2 separate regions of the Mus musculus genome follow, and region 2 is linked to region 1. The links are chromatin contacts, called in public HiChIP or PLAC-seq maps. All regions are on one chromosome and are shown on one strand. The core of a region is the stretch at or near the end of the contact, and the rest is flanking DNA. Distances in the headings are between cores, read along the strand shown. Region 1 has its middle 29 kb from the start of Gm30986. Region 2 has its middle 40 kb from the start of 5330413P13Rik.

Region 1 (5,195 bases), core at 342-2,841:
GGCTCATCAATTAAAAACATTTGCAGCATTTCCAGAGGGCCTGGGTTAGGTTTCCAGCACCCCCATTGGGTAGCTCACAACCATCTGTGTAACTCAGGTTCCAGGAAATCTCATGCCCACTTCTGGCCTTTGTGCACATATGAAAACATAGACACAAACATAAAAATAAGTCTTTTTAAAAGTGATCAGAAGAAACGAAGAAAATTTGTCATGAAGTAAATGGTTCTTAAAATATAGAAAGATGCTCAGTTTTACTTCTAACGGAAGAATTCACATTAACGCTAAGTTGAAATAACTTTGATGTTGCCCTCTCTGCTTTCCATCCTTCCTTCAAGCCGCATGTTATACTCAGATTAAGTACTGTTCTGATTTCACATCATTAAGCTTATACAAACATTGCATTACTTACAGTTGCATACTGCAGCATGTTATTGTGACATTTCTTATTTTACTTTTTGGTTTTCTCCAAAGTTAATAATTGCCTTTCTTTTTATTAGTTCAGAATTTTTATTAACTTTTAATCTTTCTTATAACTTTCCTCATAGCTCCCAATAGCCTCTTAAGTGTATTTGTCCACAAAGTTAATAACATTAAATAACTGATCATTTCTACTTTTATTAGAGACATGCTGTCTGGGAATACCCAGTCTCCTTTTTTTTTTAACCCCCTGAATTAGGAGTAACTGTATCCCAAGACTTCTCTACCCTATCATCTCCAAACTCCACTCCTCTGAAGGAGTGTGTGTTACTAGGACCTCATGCTTTGTTGGAGACTAGGGATTTGATCAAGAGGATGAGCATAAAGACCCACTTCAGGAGCTTGTGAACTTGCCTGGACACTGTTCACATGAGATTACATCTCTAATCCACAGCAGCAAGCAACACCTTTGCATGAGGGAGAGTACGTGGTGAGTGCAATATCTGAAAAAGGTGGTGTAAAAATGCAAACATATTTGGAAAAGTATATTGTGTTCATAGATGGTTTTTATCTTGGGCTTTGCCACTTTCAGAGTCAACTCTGTCACCTTTAGTGTGTTTAGTACCGGATCATCACAGCTGGATTATCTAGGCCATGGCAGATCTGTCAAGAGTCTCAGGCTAAAGAGGCTCTAGAGGGAACCAGGGATGATATAACTAAGGCAGGTTTTTGGACTGCTACTAAAGTCTGTCATTGGGTCCTCCTGTAGGCAGGTGGAGAGCCTTGTTATCTTTAAGATCTGACTGAAGGCACAAATATCTTCTTCCATTGACACAAACTTCCAGACTTCTTCTCTAAACAAATTCCTTGATAATTGTTTTGGCATTTAATTAAAACTTCCAATATTATCCTCAGATTAAAAAGAGCATCAATCACCATTCCAAGAACGTTGATTCCACTTTTGAATCTAGCTTGGACAAACCAAGGCTCAAGAAGGAAGCATCAATGTGATAGAAAGAAGGGAAGTGTCAGAGACAATCTCCTAGGAAGAAATGAAGGACAGATGTAAGAAAGCATGGGATTCCATAGACTACTCAGGGGTTGTTCAACAGGCCAGGGCTAGAACCTTCTGCAATAAACACTCACTCATGTTGAAATGAAATGTAGGCTGGCTCTTCCCTCTGGAATGACCATGAAATGTGGGGTGAGTTGACCTTGTTAGCAGGCATTTGGATGGAATGTGACCCATGGCATTTTTCTACAAGCATTCACTGCTGGAGCAGAAGGTTAAAGGGCATATTTTCTTCTCTCAAAGAATTCACAATTTAGGAGATACAGATAAGTTAGCAACATAAAATCAGATGAAACCAGGACTGCATAAAAGAACCAGAGAAATGCCTTCTGCCTAGGAGACAAAAAGATTCCCAATAGACTTGGAATCTGTTACTGGGCAGCTCTAAAGTGTGCCCCAAAACTCATGTGCTAAAGCAGTGGTTCTCAACCCTCCTAACGTTGCAACACTCATGTGGTGACCCCTAATCATAAAATTATTTTCATACTACATCATAACTGTAATTTTCTACTGTTATGAATCATAACATAAATATTTGTGCTTTCCAATGGTCTTATGTGACTCCTGTGTAAGGGTCATTCAATCCCCAAAGGGGTCATGACCTACAGGTTGAGGACCACTGTACTAAAGGCTGTAACATGTCACCAGGACAACTACCTTAAGGAGGTAGAGATCAATGAAAGGAAGGTAGATACTGGGGCTCTACTTGTTCTCTTTCTTGCTCCACCCCATGCCTACCCCCTCTCACCTCACCCTGTGCCTGCCTGCTCCTTTCCTCTAGGTTCTGTTTTGCTGGGGAGGTCTTACTTCTTTCTGTACTTTGCATCTCTGTATAGTTCTCAAAATTGAGCAACTTAGCTAAATAAAAAACTCCAACCTCTATGAATTTCTATCTCTTGGTGGTAGAAATCAGTCATAATAAAAAATTGGCACTTAATCTTTTGTGAAAAGTTTGATATTTAGGCATAAATACCAGTGTGGCTTTTTCTTCAAGAGTTAGAAGTATTGGCCAAGAAATCTTCAGTTGGGGATATTTTCCTTTAATGTGCCTGTGGTTGTTTTGGCATTATTAGGAGGTATGGCCTTGTTGGAGTAGGTATAGCCTTGTAGAGGAAGTGTGTCACTGTGTAGGCAGGCTTTGAGATCTTCTACAGCTCAAGTTCTGCTCAGTGTGGAAGAGAGTGTCCTCCTGGCTGCCTTGGAATCAAGATGTAGAACTTTCAGCTCCTTCTTCAGCACCATGCTTCCTGCTATGATGATAATGGACTGAACCTGTGAAACTGTAAGCCAGCCCCAGCTAAATGTTTGCCTTTATAGGAGTTGCCTTGGTCATGGTGTCTCTTCACAGCAATAAAACCCAAACTATGATAGAAGTTGGTACCAGGGACTGGGGTATTGTTGTGAGGAATGTGGATTTTTGGGACTTTGGATTTGGAAAGCAATGGAATGCTTTAAATGTGGCTCAATGGGCCAGCCTAGAAGGAATATGGAAGAAATTAGTGCTAAGGGTGATTTGAACTCTGAAGGCCTGGCCCAGAGGTTTCAGAGGAGAAGAATTTTAGTATGTTGCCTAGAGATCATTCTTGTGATATTTTGGCAAAGACTGTCACTCTTTTTGCCTTTGTCTGGAGAGTATGCCTGAGGCTAAGATAAAAAGATTTAGATTAATTGCATTGACAAAGAAATTCTCAAAAAGCAAGCAAGCAAGCAAGCAAACAAACCCTAGTTTAGACTTTATCCTGTGATTCATTCTTATGAGGGGCATTTTGATCAAACATAGCAAGCTTAGAAAGGAAAAACACAAAATGCATGGTGTAAGTTTATTAAGGGGGCACCAGGAAATAGTATGGAACCAAATCCTGACTTCAAGGATATCAAATGTATTTAAAGGAGTGGTAACTTCATGGCAAGATCCCACCTAGCTAAGCTTATTGTTTATGCATTCAGTTCAGTGAGGGGTAGTTAATATCATGTTATGTGTTCTTATGACCTGGCTACTGTTTTTATTTGGACATAAGAAGATATGATTATGTCTCAAATTGACAAGGGAAGGATAGATTTGATGACTATTCTCAGTTGTCAACTTGACTACATCTGGAATGAACTACAATCCAGAACTTATAAAGATCTTGTGAAAAGGTAGAGAAAACCTTGGGTCCAGGCATGGTGGTACACATCTTTAATCCCAGCACTCAGGAGACAGAGGCATGCAGATCTCTGAGTTCAAAACCAATCTACAGAGCAAGTTCCAGGACAGCCAAGCATAGGCAGCAAAGGAGTTGGAATTTTGGAATGGTAATGTATATATTATGATGTTGGAAGTATGTAATCTACTTTTTTGATTTTGATTTTATAAGGATTATAGTTTAAAAATTGCATGACTCTCAGAAGAGACTTTGAACTTTTAAACATAGTTGAAACTGTGATAGACTATAGGGATTTTTGAAGTTGGACTAAATGTATTTTGCATTAAGCTATGGCTAGGTATAACCTCCATAGGCTCATATGTTTGAAAAGCCTATGGGAGCCAGGGAGTGTAATGTGGTGGTTTGAATATGAGTGGCCCACGGAAAGTGACACTACTAAGTGTGACCTTATTGAAATAGGTGTGGGCTTTTTGGAGGAAGTACATCACTGTGTAGGTGAGCTTTGAGGTCTCTTAGTACTCAAGCCCCACCCAGAGCTGAAGAGAACCTCTTTCTGGTTGCCCGTTTAAGAAAGTCTTCTGACTGCCTTCAGATCAAGATGTAGAACTCTCAGCTCCTTCTCCAGCACTATGTCTGCCTGCATGTTGTCATGCTTCCCACCATGATGATAATGGACTGAACCTCTGAAACTGTAAACCAGCTCCAATGAAATGTTTGCCTTTATAAAAGTTGCCTTGGTCATGGTGTCTCTTCACAGCAATCCAAACTAAGACAGTGCCCAAGTGAGGCATTTTATTCTAATGATCTCCCAACTAAACTATTGGGGTCTGCTTGCTCAAGTGAGCCTTTCAAAATCTAAAACTCAGGTCATTCTTTAAGAAGTTTCTTGTTCCACTGACTTGATTCCAATATGTCATCAATTTTAACAGTATACTATTTAATAAGGATGGGGAGATGACAGACCTATTTTTAAGGTATAAAATACATCACAGATAGTGTTTGTGTATAGAATTTGACTTAGTTGTAAATCTATGTTAAAATACTAGGACAATCACTGAAAAACTTTTTTTTTAGAAAAAGAATTCCTGATAGTCTGAGAAAAGAGAGAAAATGTTTAATTAAAACCATAAATGAAATAACAAGAAGACAGAAACAGAAAAAGACAATAATAAAATAGTAATGATATGATAGATCTCAAACTTCTATATCAATAATCACCTTACCATCTGGTATATGCTGTTGTTATGTTGTTAGGTTCACATACTAAGAGCTGGTATGTAGACATTGATAATATTCATCATACAATGCTCCTGTCTTACTTAGTGTTAATTGCTGTGAAGAGACACCATGATCACAGCAGATTTTATAAGGGAAAGCATTTAACTGGGCTTGTTTATGATTTCAGAGGTTTAGTCCATTGTCATTATGGCAGGGAACATGAATGCAAGGAGGCAGACATGGTGCTAGAGAAGTATTTGAGAGTTCTACATCCTGGTCCACAGGCATCAAGAAGATGCCTCATTTGAACTTTTGAAAACCCAAAGTCCACTCCCAGTGAC
Region 2 (4,963 bases), core at 2,029-4,528, 95 kb before region 1:
GTTTTCATGAGTTGAGAAGGGGAGTGGGTGTGGTGGCTCACACCTCTTTAATCCCAGTGGAGGCAGAGGCAGATGGATCTCCATGAGTTCAAAGACAGCCTGATACATAGAGTGAGCTCCAGGCCAGTGGGTACGAAATCCTGGGACCTCCTCTCAAAACAAAACAAGAGTTGAGAAAGAAGGAAAGTTCCTTAAAGGCAGGTTTCTTTTAATGTTTCTATTTGGAAATGTTGTGATTTGATACTGGAAACTAAAAACAGAAATCTTTTACTGCGTTTACACTGTGCAAACTGAGAAACTAACTACAAGCTGTAAAATAAAGAAAAAATTCCTGTTAACTGGAGCATTCATAATTTCTCCTTAACGTTCATAAAACATTAACTATTTGTTAAAACCACGGAGTAAGACTGCCTGAGTTCAAATCCTGGCTGCACCGTCTGTTGGTTGTGTGGCCATTGGCAAGTTCATCTCTCCTCTCTGGGCCTCAGTTTCCTCTGTTGTAAAATGGGGACAATAATGTAGTTGCCATGAAGAAAACTAGATAATCTGCATTATAAGTCAGATCGGACTATGAAATTTGATGTTTTCAAGGCTGAAGAACCATTGCTCTGCCCGGAGTTACAGTCCTCCACCAGCCCTGAGCTGATGAAATGTGAATGGTTTAGTATATAACACATAGTAGCGAATATAGTGATGTAGGGGTTATGAACAAGGAATACACAACAATTAATAAACAGTTAAAAAGCCAAGCAACGCCACTCTTTGTGAAATGTAAATAAAATTGGAGACAATTTTGTCTTTAAAATTAGCAAAGCTTTCTTTTTTTTCCTTTTAGTTCTTTGAGATCTTCATACAACATGTTTGATGGTGTGCAACCCCTCCCCCAACTCCTCCCAGATCCACCCCTCCCATCCCTAGTTACCCAACTTTGTCTCCTATTTTCTTTTAAATCCGTCAGGATCAGCTTATGCTCCCCAAATAGTCTTCCACTGCAGAGTGCTCAATGTGGCAGGGGCCACACTCTTAAAAAACTGTCTCCTTTCCCAATAGCTCATAATTACCCACATCTCCACATCTAGGGGTGGGATTGTATTCTCCTCTCCATGCTGGGATTCGGTCTGGCGTGGGCCCACACAGGTCTTTTGCATGCTGTTGCAGCTATTTTGACTTCCTACATGCAGCTGCCCCACTGTGTCTGAAGACATTGTTTCCTTGCGGTCACCCACCGCTTCTGGCTCTTAGACTCTTTTGGTCTCTCTTCTGCAATGATCCTGAGCCATGTCCGGTGTGGGGTGGTGGCTTATGTTCCCTTTAGGGCTGAGCCTTCTGTAGTCTCTTATTCTCGGTAGCCTGGCCAGCTGTGCTCAGTATGTTAATTACCATCTAGTGCAAACAGAGGCTTCTCAGATGAGGGTGGGGCGTGCATTGCTGTGAAGGGGATGTGAGAAGGGGCCCAGGAAATCAGGATGGATTGGGTACTTCTTCCCAAGTTTCCCTTTAAGCCGTCAGTTCTGTTGCTTGCGAGGAAGCATGAGAGGCCCTTTCGTTTCCTGTCGGGGGTCTGGAGTCCATGTCACCTATCCTCCTAGTAAGCAAATGAACGGTGGAGAACAACCATGCTTGTCACCCGTTACTTGTGCTTTTTAGGGGTTGATTTGAAAAGCATAAGTCAATTTTTTCAGAGAGATATGTGTGGCGAGGTTTGCCACAGCAGGTTTTATTTATTTTTTTATTGCTATGCTGAAACCCAGAGCATGCTGGGTAAATGCTATACCACTAAAGCCATATCCCCAGCCCCCACAAGCCCACAGAAGAGTTAATGTCCAGCAGGGAGAGGATATATTTTACTGCAACCTTATTTGACATACACGCAGTCAGAAATGATTTTAAATACAATTTAACAATATAGGAAAATACAATACAACATTAAGAAGAAAAAAAGTTCAAACTGCATGTGCTTTGCTCCAGATTTTTGCAAATAGGTTGCACTTGTAACTAATGAATATGTTATAATCTCAGAAAACACTTATTTTTTTTCCACTTATTTATGATGCTTCCTGTATACACAGAATAAACCCCGAGAGTCTCAGATTTGCATCTGTAAATGAATATATGTTTAAAATATGTTTGTAAATGAAAATAAGAGTGTGGACGGACTCAAATCCAATTGGATTTAAGTGGAAGATGGACAGAAAAGGCAAGAGAGGGGCAGCATAGAAGACTGTCTGCAAATGTTCCAGAACTGCAGCTTGGTTACGATTGCGTCCCTCCCACTGAGAGTGGGGCAGAGGCCTGGGGCACTCTCTGCTCAGCTCTGGCTCTGCGCTTTCTCAGAGGGGCTGAGGGGCAGCGGGAAGAATGGAACCTCTGTGCCCGAGAGTCGTCCTAGTATTGTTTGGACCTTGGCTTCACGCTGCAATCTGGGGATGATGATGATGACGATGACGATGATTTATTTTATGTGTGTGATTGCTCTGCTGCCTGTACACCTGCATGCCAGAAGAGGGCATCAGATCCCTTGTGAGTCACAATGTGGTTGCTGGAAATTGAACTCAGGACCTCTGGAAGGGCAGCCAGTGCTCTTAACTGTTGAGCCACCTCTCCAGCCCGGCAATCGGGTGAATCCTATGCAGACTGCTCGGTAATCTCATATCTAAAGAATAAAGTACTCGGAATGACAGAGGAAAGTGAGCCCATCCAATCCCACTTACCAAAGTGCTTTACAAAAGCCAAATCGGGCGAAGGAGAGATAGCCTTGCGTCTCTTTGAAGGGGCCATGTAGCCAAATCCAGCAGCCAGGTAACGACACGGCTGAAAAATAAATTCCGAATGTCAATGGCAGCTGCCATGTCAGCTGGAAAGCAGTGTGTCAACACCTGCACTGTTTTTCCATCCGAGTTTATTGACCCTCAGCTCTGCCGTGGGCCCTAGGTCAAGCTCCTGCAACTGCTGAGAGCCAGACCCCAGCTTTCTATTCCAGCCCTCCAGGGCACTGGGATACCGGGCTTTGGTTTGTTTGTGTCCAGGAGAAATTGAAGCCAGCATGCCCGTGAGAGAAAAGCAGTTAAGACAAGCCGGGCTTGCTGGGCCTGACCAGAGTGGGAGATGCTCAGAGCAGCAAAGAAGGATGGACGGCTTTAAACACACAGATGCGGATGTACACACGTGTCAGAAATTCCAGTTCTTTATCACCACTCCAGGTCCAAGGTCAGTTACTCCCTCAGGCACTTGCAGATATTTCTCCTCTCCGCATTGACTTAATCCATTCTCTGTGGCTGTAACAGAATACCACAGCCTTGCATGAGTCAGCATCTGGTAAGGGATTCGTTTCTGTATCATAACATAGCTGAGAGTGTCATGTGGCAACTCAGGTCACCTGTACTGACTCCGACCTCCTTTTTACCAAACCACTGACCCTACCCCAGAGGTCATTTCAGGACCTTGTCTAACCCTGATTCCCTCCCAGAGACCTCACCTCTGTGTACCACAGGCACATGCACTTGGTGTTACGTTTACAGCCCATGAGCTTTTGGGGGAATGTATGAACCAAAGCAAGGACCAGGGAGCCATCGTGTTGCAGGAGTGGGACCAGCCGCTGATCTCATGGTCTCCACTCTGTCTTTCATTTCCACCAATCAGAGGCTGCTTTTCTCACATATCCGACTTGAGTCTGTGCTTTGCTAAGCCTGTGAGGTTTACTTAGAACATTGCCTGTCACCTTCAGTGACTCCAGAGCGAACCATCCTTTCAAAGGAACCGCAGTGATCCGTGGGCTTCTCTCCCTGGAGATTGAGCAGGTTGTATGGCTAGCAGGACTCTTGAGATCGGTTACACCTACATTGGGTGTAACCGATTATACTTCATTGCAGAAAGATCTTTGTTCCATGCAATGCCTTGAATTCTGTGCAATCTGAAACGTATCTTGTTATCTTGGCTCTTCTTTATTGGCCTGATAAATCTCAGTTCTCCTTTTTTTAAAAAGCATTTATTTTTTTTTTTTTATTTTTTATTTATTTATTTTTTTTTGCTTGTTTGTTTGTTTGTTTGGTTTTTGGTTTTTCGAGACAGGGTTTCTCTGTATGGTCTTGGCTGTCCTGGAACTCACTTTGTAGACCAGGCTGGCCTCGAACTCAGAAATCCGCCTGTCTCTGCCTCCCAAGTGCTGGGATTAAAGGCGTGCGCCACCACGCCCGGTAAAAGCATTTATTTTTAACCGGCCGATACCATTTTGTTTGGCGTTTGTTTCTTGGAAGCACCATATAATTTAAGTTTCTATTTTAACCTGTAATTTGAGTCCTTCTTTAAAGATGTTTTTCCTCCTGCTTTTGTTGTTGTGTATATGCAGGTTCTCTGCTGACGGCACAGACAAGAGAAGGCCTGAAGTTACTCCGTCTTCTCTCCTCAGAGGTAAGTATGGGTTTCTGGACAGGGCTCTGCAGTGTTCCTGGCTTTGTTAACTCGATGGTTTCCAGCAAACCCCTCTTCTTCCTGAATCACAGACTCAGTTCTCACTGCTCTCCCTGGAGGGCTCACACAAGTCTCCTTTCACCTCCCAGGTTTGCAAAGGTTTGGAAGGGCATCTTGGAGTCCCCCCCACCCCAGGTTCCGGTGGAACTGCTCTGTTCACTCTTTCTCAGGGGTCACCTTTTCCACTGAGTGGGAGAGAGTGTTGGGGCCACAGCAGAGTGGGCACATAGAGGGCAGAGCAGGGAGGCAACCATGAAGGGCTTAGAACATCACTCAAGTGCCCATCGCTTATCAGCAATCCTGTCTTCTGTGGTTGTTAGAATGAAAATGGCTGCCACAGGCTCACAGGGAGTTGCACTGTTAGGAGGTCTGCCCTGCTGGGTGTGCCTTTTCAGTAACCAGAAGCCCTCTGCAGGTGGCCTTGTTACCTCCTCTAGGACTGTCACTCTCTTCCCCAGGAAAGGCTTTCTTCTTCTGGAACTTGACTCTAGTTCTT

The links. HiChIP or PLAC-seq counts read pairs in DNA pulled down with a chosen protein or histone mark.
Region 2: an H3K27ac HiChIP or PLAC-seq map of the NIH/3T3 cell line shows a contact between it and region 1, with 4 times the contacts expected there. The contact joins two enhancer-like sites. A contact is called at or near these places in 9 of 39 promoter capture datasets (the 3T3-L1 cell line, 3T3-L1-derived adipocytes, the HPC-7 cell line and 6 more), 1 of 15 datasets of contacts at CTCF or cohesin (the NIH/3T3 cell line), 3 of 484 Hi-C or Micro-C datasets (embryonic fibroblasts, reprogramming fibroblasts and uterus) and 1 of 115 datasets of contacts at active chromatin or transcription factors (the NIH/3T3 cell line).

The regions. Positions count from the first base shown.
Region 1 is chr2:131,708,522-131,713,716 of GRCm38.p6, reverse strand. No RefSeq gene overlaps it. Among named protein-coding and RNA genes, the nearest start is that of Gm30986, 29 kb to the left of the region's middle. Within about 2 kb of position 1,591, at least 15 of the 459 cell types and tissues checked have an H3K27ac peak or open chromatin away from gene starts, as enhancers often do. A contact at or near this core is called in the NIH/3T3 cell line, where this site is marked.
Region 2 is chr2:131,805,371-131,810,333 of GRCm38.p6, reverse strand. No RefSeq gene overlaps it. Among named protein-coding and RNA genes, the nearest start is that of 5330413P13Rik, 40 kb to the left of the region's middle. Within about 2 kb of position 3,278, at least 34 of the 459 cell types and tissues checked have an H3K27ac peak or open chromatin away from gene starts, as enhancers often do. A contact at or near this core is called in the NIH/3T3 cell line, where this site is marked.